3 separate regions of the Mus musculus genome follow, and regions 1 and 2 are each linked to region 3. A link is a contact called in public HiChIP or PLAC-seq and capture Hi-C data. All regions are on one chromosome and are shown on one strand. Each heading gives the region's core, a stretch centred on a gene start, on an enhancer-like site or on the middle of the called end of the contact. The rest is flanking DNA. Distances are from core to core; before and after follow the strand shown. Region 1 overlaps Myo18a (myosin XVIIIA). Region 2 holds the start of Pipox (pipecolic acid oxidase). Region 3 has its middle 3.7 kb from the start of Gm23132.

Region 1 (3,937 bases), core at 207-2,706, 150 kb after region 3:
CAAGGCAAACCTGGTCTATATAGTGAATTCTAGGCCAACCTGGGCTACAAAGCAATTCTCTGTCTCAAAAGAAAAAATAAATGATAAAATAAATTAGGCTGATGACTCATTAAGTAGATGCTGTATAAGCATAAGAACTGAGTTTGGATTCCAAGAACTCATATGAAAAAGCCTGAGTGTGGCAGGCAATGTGTACCTGTAACCCACCACTGGAGAGTGGAGACAGATGGAGGCCCAGGAGTCGTCAGCCAGCTAGACTAGTTGGAAAAGTGAGCTCTGGCTCCATTGGCAGACTCTGCCTCAAACAGTTTTAAATGGAAGGGCTGGGGAGTTGGCTCAGTGGCTCAGGCAGTGCTTCCTAGCCTGACAGCCTGAGGGAGCTCCACAGGATTCACGTGGTTGGAGAGAACAGAGTCTGCCAGTTGTCCTCTGATCTTACATGCACTCACACACACACACACACACACACACACACACACACACACACAAATAAGTGAATGGAAGACTGAATGGATGGATGAGGAAGGATGAATAGATAATTAGGGAAATGTATGTTAAATACCTTGTATAGAGTCCATTTAAATGTAGGCATTCCTTACTCAGTAGTTAATGCTGGAAATGGCTGAAGTTACTAGAGCAGAAATATCCAGTCTGGGACAAGAGTCCTCTCTGGGAGCCCTTGATCCACAGCAAGTCTCTAGCTCTGGGAGAAACCTGTTTTCACATCTGGAGTCACGGCTTCAGAGGCACTGCCATCAGCCCTGGGGCTGGAGTTCCTTCTCTGCTCCATATTGGATATAGTTGGCCTGCTCCTGGTCCTAAACAGCTGAAGGAAAGAGAGGAGAGATTCAGGCGGTTCTCCCCCAGGCACAGAGGCAGCAACTTCCTCTGGGGAGATCTCCACATGCTATCAGAGGGCTAGTCCCTGGAGTAGCTAGTGTGGAGGAGTGAACCAGATGTCTAGTGGCCAGTGTCCTTCTGGGTCATACGGGACCTCCCTGGACAAGTGCCGAAATGTAGACATGAATTCAAGGCCAAATGAGTCAGTTAAACTTAAAACCTGTAGCATACTGACTGGATAGTAAGACAGAATTCTGCCAACATAGCCGATTAAAAATAGGGCTAGCGTGTAGCTCATAGGTGGAGCCCTTGCCTTGTGTGTGTGAGGCCCGGGGTTCCATCCCCAGCACTTCAAAACAAAACTAATTTCTAACCATTTATTTATCACTATCAGCTATAGGAGCAAACCGGATCGTTCATTCTATAGAATCTAAGTAACTCTTTGGAGAAGCTCCCCTGGGCAAGGGCAGATTTCTGGTGCTGAGGACCTGCAGAGAGGAAAGCTAAAATTCCACAGGCCTCTCACTCCTGCCAGGCCACGTGGGTTGCAGGTGGAAGGCAGGGGTGCTGGGGTCCCCAGGCGGCTTGCTTGGTCTCCTGGAGAATCAAGGGAGTGGCTCTCCATCCCCCTCCCTGACTCCTTCAGTTCTGGGTCTGGAGGTGACTTTATTCATTATCTAGACCAGTCTAGTTCCTAATTCTCCAGGCGGGCCCAGAGGGGTAAAGTAGCTTATTTGAGGACACACAGCTTCCCAGTTTAGACGTTCTCCGTCCGACACCCACCTTGCCTCCGTCTTCTTCCCACAGTTTATTTCTCAGTCCTTCCACGCCCTGAGTTTTGGGATCCTCCTTCTAGCCTCCTTTCCTCTTGTCACCCACAGCATTCATCCCAGCGGGTCCTGGCCTTTGGGAAGACTCTGCACCCCTGAGAGATCCCGCCCCTCTTTCTTCTCTGACTCAGGGTACAGGGGTACAGGCTGCCCCCCAGCACCATGGCCTTTTCAACGCGGTTTGCCTTCTGGGAGCAAAAGGAAAGTTGGATTTCAAAATCTTGGTTCTCTGATGTGCTCAGCATGGTGAAGCTACAGAGGGATTGGGCATGCGTGTGTATTTGGGGGTGCAGGGAGAATGACCAGTGTGGCTTGGGAGCCCTTTTCTGTCTTGATGGCTTCTGTGCTGAGTCACTCCCCTCCCTGAGCTCCACCTCTGGTAAGCTGAGCGGCCTTTTGTGCTACTGCTGCCTCTCCAAGCTAATCCCTCCACACCCTTCCACAGCCTGCAGCTCAGCCTCACCCCCGGGACTGTGGGGTTCTGGGGAAGGCTCGGTGATGCCTGTGGAGCCCAGAGTCTGGGGAATGAGGTGGGTAGAAGAAAGGAGCTGCTAGTGGGGATGTCAGGCCAGTTGGCAGCTAGCTCCAGAGAGTAATCCAGGCTGTGGCAGACTTGGGCACGCCTTTGTGCACATGCACAGTCTCTGGCTGGACAATGACCTACACAGCCAGAAGCTTTAGGGAGGTGGGGAGGGCGTGAGTCAGCCTGAAGCTAAATCCAGAGCTGAGCTCATACCTGAGCCTAGTGTCCCAGGCACTTTGGGGGGCAACCAGTATTCCCAATGCCTCACCTAGGACAGCCATTTGGGTCCCCAGACACAGGCTACTGGAGAAAGGACGGATTTGGAGCTGGTGAGGGACTCCGAGTGAACTTAGAATCTGGGCCATATGCGAAGCCAAACTAACTGCACTGTGTGCTTTAATGAGAGTGTCTGTGCTTTGGGAATACTTAATATGCTCTAACCTGTGTGCCTAGGGGCTAATGCATGGTGTGATCCCCATGGGGAGGGATGGTGGCCCTTGCTGAGGAGGACGGCAGGTACAGACCTAGCCACCCTGCATTTTTGTACGGACCCTCCCCCTCCCCTTCTCTGCACAGACCCCAGCTTCTGAAGTAAGAAGGTTTCCTCTTCGAGTCTTTGCCATCTTCCCTTGCCTTGCCCATGTCAATGAGAACTAACTGAACCCTAGACCCATTGAATATGCATCGTAGACAAGATGTGGCTTCAATACTGCAGTGGCCACCATGCTGGACAGTGTCCAGGCACTGCTAATTGGAGCTCAAAATTGACCATGGACCTTGGTTGAAAATGAACAGCCCCACTTCTCTATTAGATAATTGATTCTGGATGTTGCTAAGAATATCTTCCATTAGAAGTCAAATCTTCTTCCTGGGCTCCTGTCTTCCTACTCTGCAGGAAAGAAAGGCATGCTGAGGCTGTCGTGGGGTTGCCTGGGCAAGGAAGGGACGTTAAGTCTCCTGGGGCTGCCTGCATTTAGGAGGCAGAGGTGCTAGAAGAGTGGGCTCTTTTGACTCTGGGGCCCAGCCCCTTGGAGTCCATTCCCAGCTTGACTTTGCACTGGAAGAGCCCTCAGAGTGTCCACATCACCAGTCCTTTCCCAGACAGTGACAGCGCCTGCTGTTTCCCCTGACTGCACCTTCTGTCTGACTCAGGCTGCTGGCTCCGACTGTAGCACAAACCCCCACCCCAGCCAGGGATCTCTCTCCCCTACACATCTTACCTTACTTTGGCGTTCCTTGCCCCATCTGCATGGATGGCAATTCTGTGACCCTGAGATCATGATGTGGTGGACCTCTGCCAGCCCCAGTGGGCTGTGGGCTGGCTACTGAGCCCCGAGCATCCTGGGATTTTACTTTCATAGAGACTCTTAATTCTTACAACACTGTCTCTGGGCAGCTTCAATCTCAGAAATAGAGATGTCTTGCTCAGACCTCTGAACCCAACCCCAGTCCCGCTCTGCTTCCCAAGGAGAGAAGGCCCCTAGACCTTTTCTCCCAGCTTTGACCTGCCAGTGACTTCTCTGTCTGCTCCCTCAGGTTAAAGAGGAGGACAAAGGTGTGCCAAAACCCGGCCCTCCAGGCAAAGAGGAAGGGGCTGTAAGTGCTTCCCTGAGATGTGTGTGTGTGTGTGTTGGGTTGGCCTTGTCCCATCCAGTGTTGTTGGTGTGGTTAGAGGGAAAGTCAGCAGTGGGGTGGAAGATACAGTGTGTAGCACCACTTTGGGTACAGAAAGGGAAGAGGGGAG
Region 2 (4,285 bases), core at 494-2,993, 240 kb after region 3:
GGCTTCACGCTCCAGCTGGGCCCATGTCTGATAACATTCCTTCATCATCATCGTGTAGAAGTCCTCTGGATAAGCCTTTCTGATTATGCGGCTCTGTCCATGTGAGCTTCCTCGGGAATGGGGAAGAAAGAACTTGACAAGAAAGACAAGAAAGACAATGGAAGTCACTGCCCTTTGGCTCAGCCTTCCCTTTGTTCTTTAGGAGCCATCTTAGGCTTCAAATGGTTCCTTTCTAATCCTGGGGCCTAGACCTCTGGCCTTGCACAAAGGAGGCAAGTAGGTGCCCTGCAGATGAGCTATCTATTGCCCTAGACCTCTTTTTATTTCTTATTTGAGTCACTGTCATGTTATGTAGCCCAGGCAGGCCTTAAGCTTGCAATCCCCCTACATTGGTCTCCTGAGCAACTGGGATTTTCAGGTGCTCATCGCCAGGCCTAGATATTTTCAAATATTTCCATACTTCCAGGTCTCCTTGAGGCCCACTGATTGGCCAGGCATTCTGGTTAGCAATAGTACCTCAGCACTGACTAAATTTTTCCTTTTGTAAATAGCCCTGGCAGCCACCCATCCATTTGTTAATAACCTTCTATTATCCCACTGAATTCACACCCTGCTTAGATGCCTAGAAAAGCAGAGTCAGAAAACCTTCCAGATTATGCAAATCGAGCCCCATGGTTTTCCGGATCAGGAAAAGGATGTCATCTCACTGAGCCTTCAGGTACCCAGGATAAGGGAGCAATCTTAGGATTAGGGGGGTGCGGGGTGAAGCAAAATGGAGGTTTTCCTGCAGGTTGTAACAGAAATCCCTTGGGCTTTGGGAAAACAGAGGAACTGAAGACAATTCCCAGGATGTGGTAACCTGCTCAGAGAGCTGCAAGGCAGAATGGAAAGGAAGAAGCCACAGGGGTAGAAAACTCAACTTGACAGATTGCATAGGCCCCACCCCTGAGGGGCCCTGCAGGGTCCCAGTGCCACCCTCATTTGAAGCAGTCATGTGATCACTTTTCCTTTAAGGAAAGACGACCTGTGTCTTAGTTCCCGGGCATCAAGTGAGGAGGTCGCTGTTACCCAAAGGTGGAAGAATTCAACAGCAGCTCCTGCTAGGTTCTGGAAGGAGCAGCTGAGAAAACGCAGCTTTCTCCAAAGCTGGTACATCAGCCTTTGCCTCTAGGCAAAACTGTCTTTATTTAAGGTTACCCAGAGCAGAATTGATTCTTTTTCTGGTTGTATCAACCATGTGGGCAAAGACAAGACAGGGTTGCAAGAATGAAAAGAAGTGGGACACTTCTTGATCCGGGGCAAGAACTAAGAGACTTAAAAGAGTATACCAAGAAACCTCACGTGGACTTAAGGGTGGGAATTTTCTTTGCATTGTCAAGATCCACGTGAAGTGGCTACGAAGCTACGAAGTGCACAGAATTCCTGATGTCTGACCGTTTGGCTTCACTTATAGCCCAAAAATTCTGGAAAGCCCTCCCTAGGAGAGGAAAGAAGAGGGGACAGTCTTATATAGCAGAAGGGCAGAAGGCACAGTGTACCTGCTCCAGCAGGAGGACGCTCTTGGAGTGTTTGGCCAGGTGGTACGCGGTAAAGCAGCCCTGGATGCCTGCTCCAATCACAATAGCATCCCAGAAATCTGTCTGAGCAGCCATGATGCCACAAAGCCCACTGAAGAGAAGGCAAACAAAGGCACCTCCAGGCTACAGGGGGAGGAGGGAGGCAAAGTCCAGCTAAACTAGAGTTCCCACAATCCCTTGGGGCTCATGTCCTTGTCTTTCTTTCCCTCCCCAAAAAGCCTGGCACAGGGCTCAGCCTCCGCCTCCCCCTGCAGAGCAGAGCTGGGTGGACTGATTTGTGAGGTTTCGCCCAGCTCAGCTGCTAGCCTCACCCTTGCATCCCTCCAGTTTGCTATTCTTGGCTCAATTATTGTCATGCAAATGGCGCCTTCCCATGCCACCTTCCTGTCTCATTATGATCTTTGTCTCAGGACTTTGCCCGGAATTTCAATGCCTCCCAGACCAAGCTGGGCCCCGGGAATGCTGCCTCCCCCTGCTGGCTTCCCTCTCTGCAGCTTGATTTCCTCCAGAGAGCTACCCGGCCAGCCAAGAACTTGGCAGGATGCCCAGGGTATGGCCCTCCTCCCTGGTGGGTGGCGAGGTCAGGGGGTAGATGCAGGGGCCAACTGGGAGGGCAGTTTTGTGATTATGAAATCATTCTCAGTGTGTTTTACTTTCATGTTGAAAAAAGGACAATAAATGATCCTGAAGAGGAAAAAAAAAAATCCAGGAAAGGACAGTGCGAGGAAGAACCTTGTCCTCAGGCACACGGGGAACCAGGCACCAGCCAGCACACACAGGGGCCATGTGCAGAGAAGCCTTCTGTGCCAGGCAGCAGGCTCAATGGGGATTGTTACAGGCACTGGGGACAGAGCCAGGGTTGGCAGGTCCTGATTCTTATACACTTTGGGGGTCCATTTTAAGATAAAAGGGGAAAGGGGCCTGGAGGCTTAGCTCAGCGGTAGACTTTTGTGTTTGGCATGTTCGGGGTCCTGGGTTTAGCACCCAGCACTAAAAATAAAAGAGAAAAAAAAAAAAAAAAGAAAAAATTAGTCATGCAAAACTAGATGGCAGGACTTCGAAGAGACCGCTCAATTAGAGAGCCCCATGGTTGAAGTTTTATTAGCTTCCTGGTAAATCTGCCTCGGAATACATTATCTCATTAAATTCTCAGGATTTTTTTTTTTTTTTGTATGTGTGTGTGTGTATTTTTATCCTCATTTTTTTTGAGCAGATTAGAGATAGCCTCAAGTTCTCTGTCGGTTTTCCCATTACATGCTTGCCCAATAGAATACAGTGACTGCTACCCTCTTTCTGACCCAAGCCTTTGGACATCTTCTTGTGTTGAAGCACTCGTTCTTAGACCCTGAACCAACATGTTAGAAGTCCAGCCACTCTGTGAGAGAGAGAGATGAGAAAAGTCACACATAGGAAGAGAAGCCATTTTGGACCTTGTGTCCAGACAAACTAACCACCCATGACCTGACCCAGTCCATGGCACGTGACCCAACAGCCAAGCTGTGTCAGCATTCCCCAGTTTTATGAAGTAAAATAAAATGCTTGTTTTTAGACACTAACTTTTGAGGTTGGTTGTTTATAATCATAAACACACCACTAAACAGACAAAGATGGCAGGATCTGCCCAAGGACCCATTCTAGGTGTGCCAAGAGGCTAAGATGTGAACCCAGGTCTATCTGCTCCAAAACTTACTTCTTGTTAGTATTTTCTTTCGTTTTTTTTGGATACAGGGTCTCATGTATCGCTTAACTGGCCTCCAACCTGCTTTGCCTCCACAGGTGACCTTGAACTTCTGATTTTTCTGCCCCTACCTCCTGGGAAAATAGACCCGTACCATCATGTTGGTTTAATATGGTGCTGAGGACCAAACCCAGGGCTTTACCAATGAATGTTAGGCTGAAACTCTGTTACCTGAGTCACAAGCCCAGCCCGGGGACACTTCCCTCTCACTACAATGCTATAGTGACAATGAGAGAACTTATAGTCGTGATTCTGATTTTAACATTTTGCTGTGTATCTGGTGGCCATACAGTGGAAGAGAGAAAACAATGATGGGGGGGGGGGGCACAGTGGCTGACTGAATCCCCAGCAACACGTCCACAGACAATCCCCAGACTAGCCTTAGCAACTAGTTGTCTTCTGCCTGGTCTTTCCTTTCCTAGTAAAATAGGAACGCAAAGAAGGACTGCCATTTGACTGGATTTTTTTTCCTTCCTTCTGAGGGAGGAAAAAAAAAATAGAGTCTAAAGGTCACTGCATTCTGTCCCCTCCCTCCTCCCCAACCCCACAGAGGACAGGATAACATCTGCCTCATCGCTGGACAGATCCCTTACAGTAAAATAATAGCAGATATAACCAAGAAAAATATGGTACCCTGAGTGTGTAAGGGCTTGATAGAAATATATAAGATCGGCCCCTGGATTTCTTGTGATAAGATGTCAGCGGAGATGAACAGCTTGCACGCAAGGAAAAGCAGGCAATAAATCCTTGCATGGAAGTGTGCCCAGTCTCACCAGCAGGCGAAGAGAAGGGAATTAAATAACTCGAAGGTACTATTATGTGTCTATTAAATAAACAAAAATAAAAATGATACAACCTTATTATGTTGTCCGAGTTGCAATTCATACAGGGTCCCGTGGAGCGTTCTGGGGCCATGGACAGTAGGATAAAATAGTTCAAATATTCTGACCTAGAAATTCTACTTGGTGAA
Region 3 (4,168 bases), core at 43-2,542:
GTAGAATTTGGAGAAAGATTGTCCCTGCTCCAATATGACGTCCACAGGTAAAATGACTCCTGTTAGGTGTGATGGTTGACCAAGCTAGCTCAGTCAGCCAAACTGGGTCTCAAGGGAGGGAGTGAGCACTGAAAAGAAAAACACAATTAGACAACATTATAAGATAACTCCAGCCAGTGCTGAGGCTGAAGTGGGTTTATTTTTCCAGTCTGTTTTGGTTTGGTTTGGTTTGGTTTTGGTTTTTTGAGACAGGGTTTCTCTGTATAGCCCTGGCTGTCCTGGAATTCACTCTGTAGACCAGCCTGGCCTCGAACTCAGAAATCTGCCTTCCTCTGCCTCCCGAGTGCTGGGATTAAAGGCGTGTGCCACCAGGCGCCCACATTCCAGTCTACTTTTTTTTTTTTTTTTTTTTTTTTGGTTTTTGAGACAGGGTTTCTCTGTGTAGCCCTGGCTGTCCTGGAACTTGCTCTGTAGACCAGGCTGGCCTTGAACTCAGAAATCTGCCTGCCTCTGCCTCCCAAGTGCTGGGATTAAAGGCGTGCACCACCACGCCCAGCTCCAGTCTACTTTTATATCATTCTAGGTACATACAAAGAATATGGTAAGTCCTAAGGTATAAACAAAGTAACCAAGGAACAAACAAAGCATAAACAAAGGTCCCATGATTACTGTATTCAGAGACTTAACAAGACCCATCAAGATACAAAGAACAGCTGGGCGCCGGTGGCACACTCCTTTAATCCCAGCATTTGGGAGGCAGAGACAGGTGGATTTCTGAGTTCAAGGCCAGCCTGGTCTACAGAGTGAGTTCCAGGACAGCCAGGGCTACACTGAGTAATCCTGCCTCAAAAAAAGAAAAAAACAAAAAACAAAAAACAAAAAAACAACAACAACAAAACAAAAACAAAGAGTAAAAATAAAATAAAAAAGAAAGAAAAAAGAGATACAAAGAACACATTCCTCAGCTGTATTCATCTTGAGCCTACTTCCTAGTCCTAGACCAATGTCAAATTCCTGCCAAATTCCTAGAAGGCAGCCCCAAAAGCTCTTCACAGATGGTGTCTCCTTGTGATATTCCTAGGCTGCTTACAGGAGCTGGGCCAGGGGGTGAATGCAGACATACTACAGATAACAGATAGAAAGACAGACAATGGATGGAGCCTGTTCCTGACAATCTCATTTTCTGCTGCATCTACAAACACAGTAACCACCCTCCTCCTACCTGTAGGTAATTCTCATTACTCACAGAGTCTGTATTTGCAAATTCCCCTAGTGCTTACACGTACTTGCAATTGTAAGATCAATACCTGCAGGCCTTTTGCATTTGCTCACTGTTACATGCACCCGCTCAGCAGTGTGTCTAGCACTGGGCATGGAGGTGGGGGATTAGGGTTGTCTAGAGTGGGGATGAGGGTGAGACTCACCCTGGATACAATATCCTTTGACTCTAGTTATCTAGGTACCATGTAGTTCAATGCAGAAGTATATTTAAGCAAAAGCCATAAAGATCTAGACACTTAGGCCAGGCGTGGTGGTGCACACCTTTAATCCCAGCACTCAGCCAGGCGTGGTTGTGCACGCCTTTAATCCCACCACTCGGGAGGCAGAGGCAGGCGAATTTCTGAGTTCGAGGCCAGCCTGGTCTACAAAGTGAGTTCCAGGACAGCTAGGGCTACACAGAGAAACCCTGTCTCGAAAAACCAAAAAAAAAAAAAAAAAAAAGATATAATCCCAGGACTCGGGAGGCAGAGGCAGGCGGATTTCTGAGTTCGAAGCCAGCCTGGTCTACAAAATGAGTTCCAGGACAGCTAGGGCTACACAGAGAAACCCTGTCTCAAAAAAAAAAAAAAAAAAAAGATCTAGACACTTCACAACAAAATTCTCAGGCTGAGCTATTGGATTCCCCTTGAGAAAGCTTCAAATAGACCATTTCTTTGCAAATAACAGTTTACTTTCACAAAAATAGATGACCTAGCTCATGATCATAATTAGCCTTCTGGAACTGAATGATAAGCCAGTGGCTCTCATTTTCTTCCCTTCCCTGATGCTGTGGACTTCCCACTGTTCCTCAGAACACACATTTTACTGGTAGGTATGTCATGTTTTGTTAATTATCTACATACATGTTATGTCACATCATTAAAAGGGCAAGTATTTTGTAGATGAAATAGAATGATTTTGTGTGTGCGTGGGTGTGTGTGTGTTTGAGAGAGAGAGAGAGAGACAGGGTTTCTCTGTGTAGCTCTGGCTGTCCTCAAACTCTCTCTGTAAACCAGGTTGATCTCAAACCTCAAAGTCATGGGTGCTGGGACTAAAAGTGTGAGACACTGCTGCCTGGCAGAATGAAGCTTTTTGTTGTTGTTGTTGTTTTGTTTTGGTTTGGTTTTTTGTTTTTTCTTTTTTAAAGAATTTATTTATCTCATATATGTGAATACACTGTCACTGTCTTCAGACACACCAGAAGAGGGCATCGGATCCCATTATAGATGGTTGTGAGCCACCATGTGGTTGCTGGGAATTGAACTCAGGACCTCTGGAACAGTAGTCAGTACTCTTAACCACTGAGCCATGTCTCCAGCCTGGTTTTTTGGTTTCTCTGTATAGCCCTGGCTGTCCTGGAACTCACTCTGTAGACCAGGCTGGCCTCGAACTCAGAAATCTGCCTGCCTCTGCCTCCTGAGTGCTGGCATTAAAGGCGTGCACCACCACGCCTGACAGGAAGTTTTACAAAAGGTTTAAGAAGCAAATCCATTCTCTCTTTCTCTCTCTCTGAGTGTGTGTGTGTGTGTGTGTGTGTGTGTGTGTGTGTGTAGGGTCTTGCACATGCTAGACAGTGCCCTATTATTAAGCTAACATTCTCAGCCTGTTCCTCTAATTTTATTTATTTATTTATTTATTTATTTTCAAGACAAGATCTCATATTTCAGGGCCCAGAAAGACCTTGAACTCCTGATCTTCCTGCTTCCATCTCCCAAGTGCTGGGGTTAGTCACTCTGGGCACCTTTCCCCTAATTTTTACCTGTTGGGGTTCCAGTTTACAACATTTAACCACAGAGAGAGGAGGGGAGGAGGAGAGAGATATCATTGTGATGGCTATTCTTGGTTGTCAGCTTAATAGATCTAGAATTAACCTAAGTGTTTAAGTACACTTGTGGGAATGTAGGGATGTTTCTGGGTTTTTTTTTTTTCTGTAAATTTTGATCTCATAGCCGGGTGTGGTGGCGCACGCCTTTAATTCCAGCACTTGGGAGGCAGAGGCAGGCGGATTTCTGAGTTCAAGGCCAGCCTGGTCTACAAAGTGAGTTCCAGGACAGCCAGGGCTATACAGAGAAACCCTGTCTCGAAAAACAAAAAACAAAAGACAAAAAAAATTTGATCTCATTCTCTCTCTTTCTCCCTCTCTCTCTCCCTATGTGTGAATTGATTGTTAAAAGATTTATTTATTCATTTTATGTTTGTGACCTTCAGACACACCAGAAGAGGGCATCAGATCTCATTACAGATGGTTGTGAGCTACCATGTGGTTGGTGGTTGCTGGGAATTGAACTCAGAACCTCTGAAAGAGCAGCCAGTGCTCTTAACCACTGAGCCATCTTTCCGGATCCAGGGGTGTTTTTCCTAATTAAATCATTTGAAATGGGAAAACCCACTTTTATTTATTTTTTATTTTATAGGAACTCATAGCTGAAAGATAAACTTTTAAAAAATTTTATTTATTTATTTTATATATGTGAGTACACTGTTGTTGTCTTCAGACACACCAGAAGAGGGCATCAGATCCCATTGCAGATGGTTAAAAGCCACCATGTGGTTACTGGGAATTGAGCTCAGAACCTCTGGAAGAGCAGTCAGATGGCTCTTAACCCTGAGCCATCATCTCTCCAGTCCCCAAGACTGAATTTTTTTTAATGATTTATTTTTATTTTATGTGCGTTGGTGTTTTATCTGCATGCATATCTGGGTGAGGGTGTTGGATCCTAGAGAACTGAAGTGACAGACAGTTGTGAACTGCCATGTGGGTGTTGGGAATTGAATCCAGGTCCTCTGGAAGAGCAGCCAGTGCTCTGAACACCTGGCCCATCTCCCTGGTCCCAGGGTAGATCCACTTCTTTTTTAAACTTTTTATTGGCTCCTTATAAACTTCATATCTTGCACCCAATTCCATTCA

What was found. HiChIP or PLAC-seq counts read pairs in DNA pulled down with a chosen protein or histone mark. Capture Hi-C pulls out chosen DNA fragments and counts their contacts.
Region 1: a capture Hi-C map of embryonic stem cells shows a contact between it and region 3, with 2.9 times the contacts expected there. The contact joins two enhancer-like sites. A contact is called at or near these places in 1 of 39 promoter capture datasets (embryonic stem cells), 2 of 15 datasets of contacts at CTCF or cohesin (the NIH/3T3 cell line and embryonic stem cells), 29 of 484 Hi-C or Micro-C datasets (B cells, CD8 T cells, ECoMG-derived neutrophils and 12 more), 15 of 115 datasets of contacts at active chromatin or transcription factors (the HPC-7 cell line, the SCID.adh cell line, T-cell acute lymphoblastic leukemia and 6 more) and 4 of 9 other capture datasets (adipose tissue, embryonic stem cells, liver and 1 more).
Region 2: a contact with region 3 is called in an H3K27ac HiChIP or PLAC-seq map of embryonic stem cells, with 5 read pairs. The contact joins the promoter of Pipox here to the enhancer-like site in region 3. A contact is called at or near these places in 3 of 39 promoter capture datasets (the HPC-7 cell line, hematopoietic stem and progenitor cells and macrophages), 1 of 484 Hi-C or Micro-C datasets (nephron progenitors), 1 of 115 datasets of contacts at active chromatin or transcription factors (embryonic stem cells) and 1 of 9 other capture datasets (pancreatic islet).

What each region holds. Positions count from the first base shown.
Region 1 is chr11:77,806,070-77,810,006 of GRCm38.p6, forward strand. The region is part of intron 1 of Myo18a (myosin XVIIIA); the gene reads left to right. Among named protein-coding and RNA genes, the nearest start is that of Gm10277, 19 kb to the left of the region's middle. Within about 2 kb of position 1,457, at least 102 of the 459 cell types and tissues checked have an H3K27ac peak or open chromatin away from gene starts, as enhancers often do. A contact at or near this core is called in embryonic stem cells, where this site is marked.
Region 2 is chr11:77,892,129-77,896,413 of GRCm38.p6, forward strand. It overlaps Pipox (pipecolic acid oxidase), which reads right to left and starts at 1,744. Exons shown (of 8, transcript NM_008952.2): 1 at 1,539-1,744; 2 at 1-132. The coding sequence starts at 1,652.
Region 3 is chr11:77,652,944-77,657,111 of GRCm38.p6, forward strand. No RefSeq gene overlaps it. Among named protein-coding and RNA genes, the nearest start is that of Gm23132, 3.7 kb to the right of the region's middle. Within about 2 kb of position 1,293, at least 9 of the 459 cell types and tissues checked have an H3K27ac peak or open chromatin away from gene starts, as enhancers often do. A contact at or near this core is called in embryonic stem cells, where this site is marked.